2 separate regions of the Sus scrofa genome follow, and region 2 is linked to region 1. A link is a contact called in public HiChIP or PLAC-seq data. All regions are on one chromosome and are shown on one strand. Each heading gives the region's core, a stretch centred on a gene start, on an enhancer-like site or on the middle of the called end of the contact. The rest is flanking DNA. Distances are from core to core; before and after follow the strand shown. Region 1 has its middle 88 kb from the start of EPAS1. Region 2 overlaps PRKCE (protein kinase C epsilon type).

Region 1 (2,731 bases), core at 147-2,646:
GCAGCTCCAATTCGACCCCTAGCCTGGGAACTTCCATGTGCCAAAGGTGCGGCCCTTAAACAAAAACAAAAAAAAAACAAGAAAAACCAAAAAAACCCCAAATATTTATCACTTCTTAGGATCTCACAGTAAGTCAGGAATCTGGGCATGACTTAGCTGGATGCCTCTTCTCAGGGTCTCTCACCGGCTATGGCCAAGGTGTCGGCTGGGCTGCAGTCTCATCCGATGACTCACCTAGGGAAGGATCCACTTCTAAACTCAGGGCCGTGGTTGCTGACAGGATTCAGTTCCTCTCTCAGGGCCTCGGTTCCTTACTGGATTTTGGCCAAAGGCCTCCCTCTGTCCTTCACCAGGTGGGTCTTTCCCTTGTGAAGCTCAGAACATGGCACTGACTTCCCTCAGAGCAAGGGAGCGAGAGGGCACCCTCGAGATCAAAGCCACAGTCTTTCTCTTACGTCATCTTCAGGGTGACTTCCCATCACTACAGCCATGCCACTTCACCACTCACTTCCTTGGAAGTGAATCACCAGGTCCAGCCCACACCCCAGGGGATTACACAGGACATGAGGATCAGGAGGTGAAGATCCCTGGAGACACTCTAGAGGCTGCTCTATACACAAGGGTCTCTCTTTTCCAACTGTACATCTCTGGGACACTTGATTTCTTTCTATGCTTCAACCAAACACAATATAAGAGCTTTCATAAGAAGTATATTTAAGACCCAGTTGCCCTGTATTAAGCTCACAGTAAAGAGATTTGTAGAAATAGGAGTTCCCACTGTGGCACAGTGTGTTAAGAGTCTGACCACAGCAGCTCAGATTGCAGAGGCAGTGGTTCCATTTCCGGCCCAGTAAAGTGGGTTAAAGGATCCGGCATTACCACAGCTGAGGCAGAGGTCACAACTGAGGTTTGGATCCAGTCCCTGGCCCAGGAACTTCCATATGCCATGAGTGCGGCCATCAGCTAAATAAATAGATTTGTAGAAAGAGAAAACAATGCCACTCTGGGGATAGATATAACCAACATTAAAGCAAACAAACAGAAAAACCTCTTGTTGGCTCCACCTCGTAAATCAACTATAATTTTTTTAATTCCAAAAAATATTAAAGTAAGAATAAGAGTTCTCGGAGGTCTTCATAATTTTTGAGTGTAACAAAAGACTTGAGACCAGCAAGTTTGAGAACTACAGGTCTGGAAAGGCAGAGCTAGGATACAGCCTGAGGACGGTCGCTTGGTGGGAGGGTGGGGGTGGAGGACACGCTGGGAGAGGTCTCTCTGCCAAACACCATCGGAGGCCTGGACGCTTGGGAAAGGGGTGGTTAAATCCAGCGAGTCCCTGAGAGGAAGGGCCTGAGTCTAACTTTCACTTTCTTCCCAGTTCTGCACACAGGGCGTCTCTGAGTGTTTGCCCTTTTCTGCCTCGGTGTGCATAAATAGGTCCCCCACACAAGAATCAGCTGGCCTGAGCCCATGTGCGTGTGTGCATGTGCGTGTGCGTGTGCGGGCTGATGCGGGCGAGCATGTGTAACATTATCATGTGTGCATGTACACCAGTGTCTGTGTGCCTGTTTAAGCGCAGGTGTGCCTGGGGCCCCTGGGACTGGGCAGGGCCTGGCCAGCAGGCCCCCGAGGCACCCTGCAGAAGGAGGAGGGGGGTAGGGGGTTGGGTGGCATGCCCACCACCGCCACGGCTGTGGACCCCTGAAATGCCCTTGGCCTCTGCTCTCAGCATGACTCTCACATATTTTCATCTTCTATGGGAACTTCCTGATTAGCTTCCTGTTGTTCTTGGACTTTTTTAGTTAGGTTTTTTTTTTTTTTTTTAAATGTCATAATTCTTTAATCGGCTTTTTTATTTTGCCCGGAGAGGCACTGTGGTCCCCGGCCCCCTCTGAGAGAGGGAGAACATATTCTGTCAGGGCAGCCCAGGTACTTAGCTGGAGGTAAAGGTGCCCAGGAGTTGGGCTGGGGCATCAGCACCTCTTTCCATCAAGATAAACCCACCCTTCCAAACCCCAGGTGATTTTGTAGAAGCTGTTCCGAGCAGGGGCAGTGGGAGGGAAAGAAGCCTGGGTAGGGGGTGGGCAATGGGCCTCCCTGCAATTTGTCTCATGGGCACAAGGATCATTTTGAGCTGATGATTTTGAGAAGCTCCTAAAAGAGAGTTGAAGTTAGTCTCTGTAGGGAAATTTACTTTTGCAAAGGAAATCACCTTTCTCTGTAAGGGTGTCTCCTCTCAGTCCTCTGAAGAAAGCCCCTACCAGAGATAACGTTTTCTGCCTGAGACTGAAGAGCAGGGCAACTTCCTTGCCTTTCCCCCTGTCACCTTCTGGGTTGTCTGCTCCCCCCAGAAGCCCCAGGCCCCTGTCCCTTTCCTTTGTCCAGGGCGATGTACATAAGCCTCGATCCTCTGTGCCTTTTGAGTCTCATGTTTTCGTGGGGCTCCCGTGTGCAGGTACCTGCATAATTAAAGTGGTGGTTTCTCTCTCCTGTTCATCTGTCTTACGTCAATGTAGTTCTTAGGCGAGTCACAGAACCTGGACAGGTAAAAGGAAGAATGTTTCCTCCCCTGCAGCCTCAGGGCAGACTTCTCTAGGGGTCAGGGAGGTTCTGGCCAGGGCAGTGTCCCAGGATTGCAGGGCACAGTGACTCAGCAGTTCTGCTCCTTGTCTGTCTTTCCCACCACCTCTGAAGCTGCAGAAGGGAATGAAGCTAGCAAGGAACTCAGCAG
Region 2 (2,700 bases), core at 27-2,526, 110 kb before region 1:
AAGGGGAGGCACTGCTGAACTTCCTTTCCCGTGTTTCGTTGTTTCCCCTCTGTCGCGCCAGCACACCCATCTGAGAGCCGGCCAGGCTGAAGTCACCCCAAAGGAAACGTTGCAGTAATAAGAGTCACCTGCCTTTATTTAGATCTGGCTTTCCTGCCCTTCCTTTCTTTCCCCCCAAATTTATGAATGGAAATAGATAAGGAGAGGTTGAATTGGCCAAGGCCATAGGTTGCATCTTGATTTTCTGGTCTCTGGGAAAGAGGCAGGGAACCATCTCCAACTGGAAATCTTAGGCTTCTATTCATTGTACCACTTTATGTTACTCAGTACATTTTGTTCAAATGAATTGTGCAAATAAGTTATTTCTAGTGCTCAGGGCATAGTCTGTGAACTGATCTGTCTGTATCTCATAAATTTTCCATTTGGATGATCAGAGCAGGGCAGAAGTTTCTCGCTGTGCTATTAAGCTACAGGCAACTGTTGTCACTGGCTGACCCTGGGTTGTAAGTACGTGGGAACTTGGTGGAGGGCTTCACAGAGGGAAAGGAAGGAGTTAGCTCTGTGAAGTCTGCCTTTGGGTTGGTGGGGAGCTCTTTGTAAGTGCTTCTGTTTTAACGACTTTGCCAGAGTTTCATCTTATCCAGACAGATACACAGCAAAGGAGAACTAATTTGGGCAAGTAGAATTGGTGGTAAATCTGAATTTTATGGAATGTGTTCAAAGGGATGACAGGAGTTAGAACTGCTCACAGATCCCTGCCAGGTAGAGTTTCCGCAGGACCTTCTGTGATGGAAAAAAAAAAGATAAGGGTAATTTCGATTAGCACATTTGCCACATAGATGGGTGCTGTCGATGTGCTTAAAGATGTGTGTTTTCAATTACAAATGTCTGTGTGTTTGACTTTTAATTGGCTAAGCAATGTGCTTCTTTATGAAGATCCATTTCCGGTTTGCTCCTATTGAAGGTATCACAATCTCATATTTGAACAAATGCCAGACGGATGAGTGTCCTAGATAGTGAGCCCTTGTCCATCCCACTATTTGGCTCCAGCAGTGGTTTCATGAGAAAATAATGGTACTAAAGCTGTGGCTTAGAGCCCTGAGAAGCAGTTTCAGCCATGCCTAGGAGGCAGAGGTGAGAGGGTATCTCTCAGCCCAAGGCAGCGAGCTGTGTGCTCTCTTCAAGCCCTGCACTTCCACATGTTCAGATACTCAGATTTAGGCTCAGCCCACACGGTTCCAAATGCAGCCTCACATAGAATTGCCAAGGTAGACACGTCTCGGAGTTCCGGGAGAAGGATGGAGAATGAGCAGCTTACGTGGTGGAGGCACACATCTAGGAGATGCTAAAAAAAAGTACCCGCCAGAGACTGACTGGCTTTCATAAAGTGAGTGCACCAAACTTCCAGTTAGTTGAGCAGAGCCTGGGAGCCCAGAGTCCCTGGATTGCCCAGCCTCAGGGAGCAAGTTCACTTCTTAATAGTTTCTTAGCTCTCCTCCTACTTGGCAAACCGAGAATCTGACGCAACACAGAGGAACAGTAAAAGTCATGTGAATCTGGAAATATGCCCCCTTTCCAGGCATTTGTTTAGAGTTTCCTGGCATTGGATTGTTTAGAAGGCAGTATTGCAAGAGAATGCACATTTTTTACATAATACTGTGGTTGAGAGCAGGGTTTCCTACCAACTCCCTGATTATTTCACTAAGTAAGGAATTAGTCAGAAGGCCATTGAAAAATCTTTTATTTTTCTTATTCATGTGAGACTGTGGTGGTTTGCCTGTGCTCGATATCATTGATGGCTAGATTCCCCCTGTGGAATTCTTAAAAATAGGGTCATGAATGTGTATAAACCTTAGCTGATTTCTATCTAGGATGAGGAGAAGGTAGTTGGTTAGGGTGAGCCATTCATGTAATTAGCCATCTAATCGCTAAGCACCCGGGCTCTGTTAGGTCCAGGAAGGGATTCAGAAGCAGACCTCAGGCCGCTCAGAGAACCAAGCACATAAAACAGTGTTGAATCAGCTTGTCTGTGGTAATGGCACTCACCCATCTTGGTAAATCAGACAATGTTATTAGCTAAGCAGAACCAAGATCATATTATCTATATCTATCGATAAGTCTAATTATTCAGTCATTGTTAACTGACTGACTGTTATATGCAATCAATAAGATATTCTCTTAAGGACTGAGACAGTCCAATTGAAGAAGTAGGGTAGAAGAATAACACTGGGTTAAATAACCCTCTCTGCCTTCACAGTGTAAGCCAATGGCATAAAGATATAATGTACAGGATATGATTAATCGTCACATGGGTGCTTCAGTTACTGCCATGAATTCATAGGAGGGAGTTTTCTAAATACCCTCTTCCTTAGAAAAGGCATCACCAAGGAGGAAGAGAACAGGAAGTGTCTGATGCATGCAGAGGAGGGCCTTGGGGAAGAGTCGCCAAGACGTTTTAGGAGTGACCAAGGGCAAGGAGGGGTTGCCATGTGAAAAGAAATCAGCTCAAGTAGAAAATAGTGAGAGCGGGTCAAGTTTAGACTACCAGCCTGAGCTGCTCGAAGTGGAATCCCTAGACTAGCAGCACTGGACCACCTGGGAGCTTGTTAGATATGCAGAACCTCAGGTCTCAGGCTAGACCTACAGACTCAGGATTTGGGGGGCCTGGGGTCCAGGAATCCGTGTGGGTGTTTTACATGT

The links. HiChIP or PLAC-seq counts read pairs in DNA pulled down with a chosen protein or histone mark.
Region 2: a contact with region 1 is called in an H3K27ac HiChIP or PLAC-seq map of alveolar macrophages. The contact joins two enhancer-like sites. A contact is called at or near these places in 5 of 47 Hi-C or Micro-C datasets (alveolar macrophages, liver, mesenchymal stem cells and 2 more) and 2 of 2 datasets of contacts at active chromatin or transcription factors (alveolar macrophages and skeletal muscle).

Annotation. Positions count from the first base shown.
Region 1 is chr3:94,339,891-94,342,621 of Sscrofa11.1, reverse strand. No RefSeq gene overlaps it. Among named protein-coding and RNA genes, the nearest start is that of EPAS1, 88 kb to the right of the region's middle. Within about 2 kb of position 1,396, at least 31 of the 83 cell types and tissues checked have an H3K27ac peak or open chromatin away from gene starts, as enhancers often do. A contact at or near this core is called in alveolar macrophages, liver and retroperitoneal adipose tissue, where this site is marked.
Region 2 is chr3:94,454,212-94,456,911 of Sscrofa11.1, reverse strand. The region is part of intron 11 of PRKCE (protein kinase C epsilon type); the gene reads left to right. Among named protein-coding and RNA genes, the nearest start is that of EPAS1, 200 kb to the right of the region's middle. Within about 2 kb of position 1,276, at least 23 of the 83 cell types and tissues checked have an H3K27ac peak or open chromatin away from gene starts, as enhancers often do. A contact at or near this core is called in alveolar macrophages, liver and retroperitoneal adipose tissue, where this site is marked.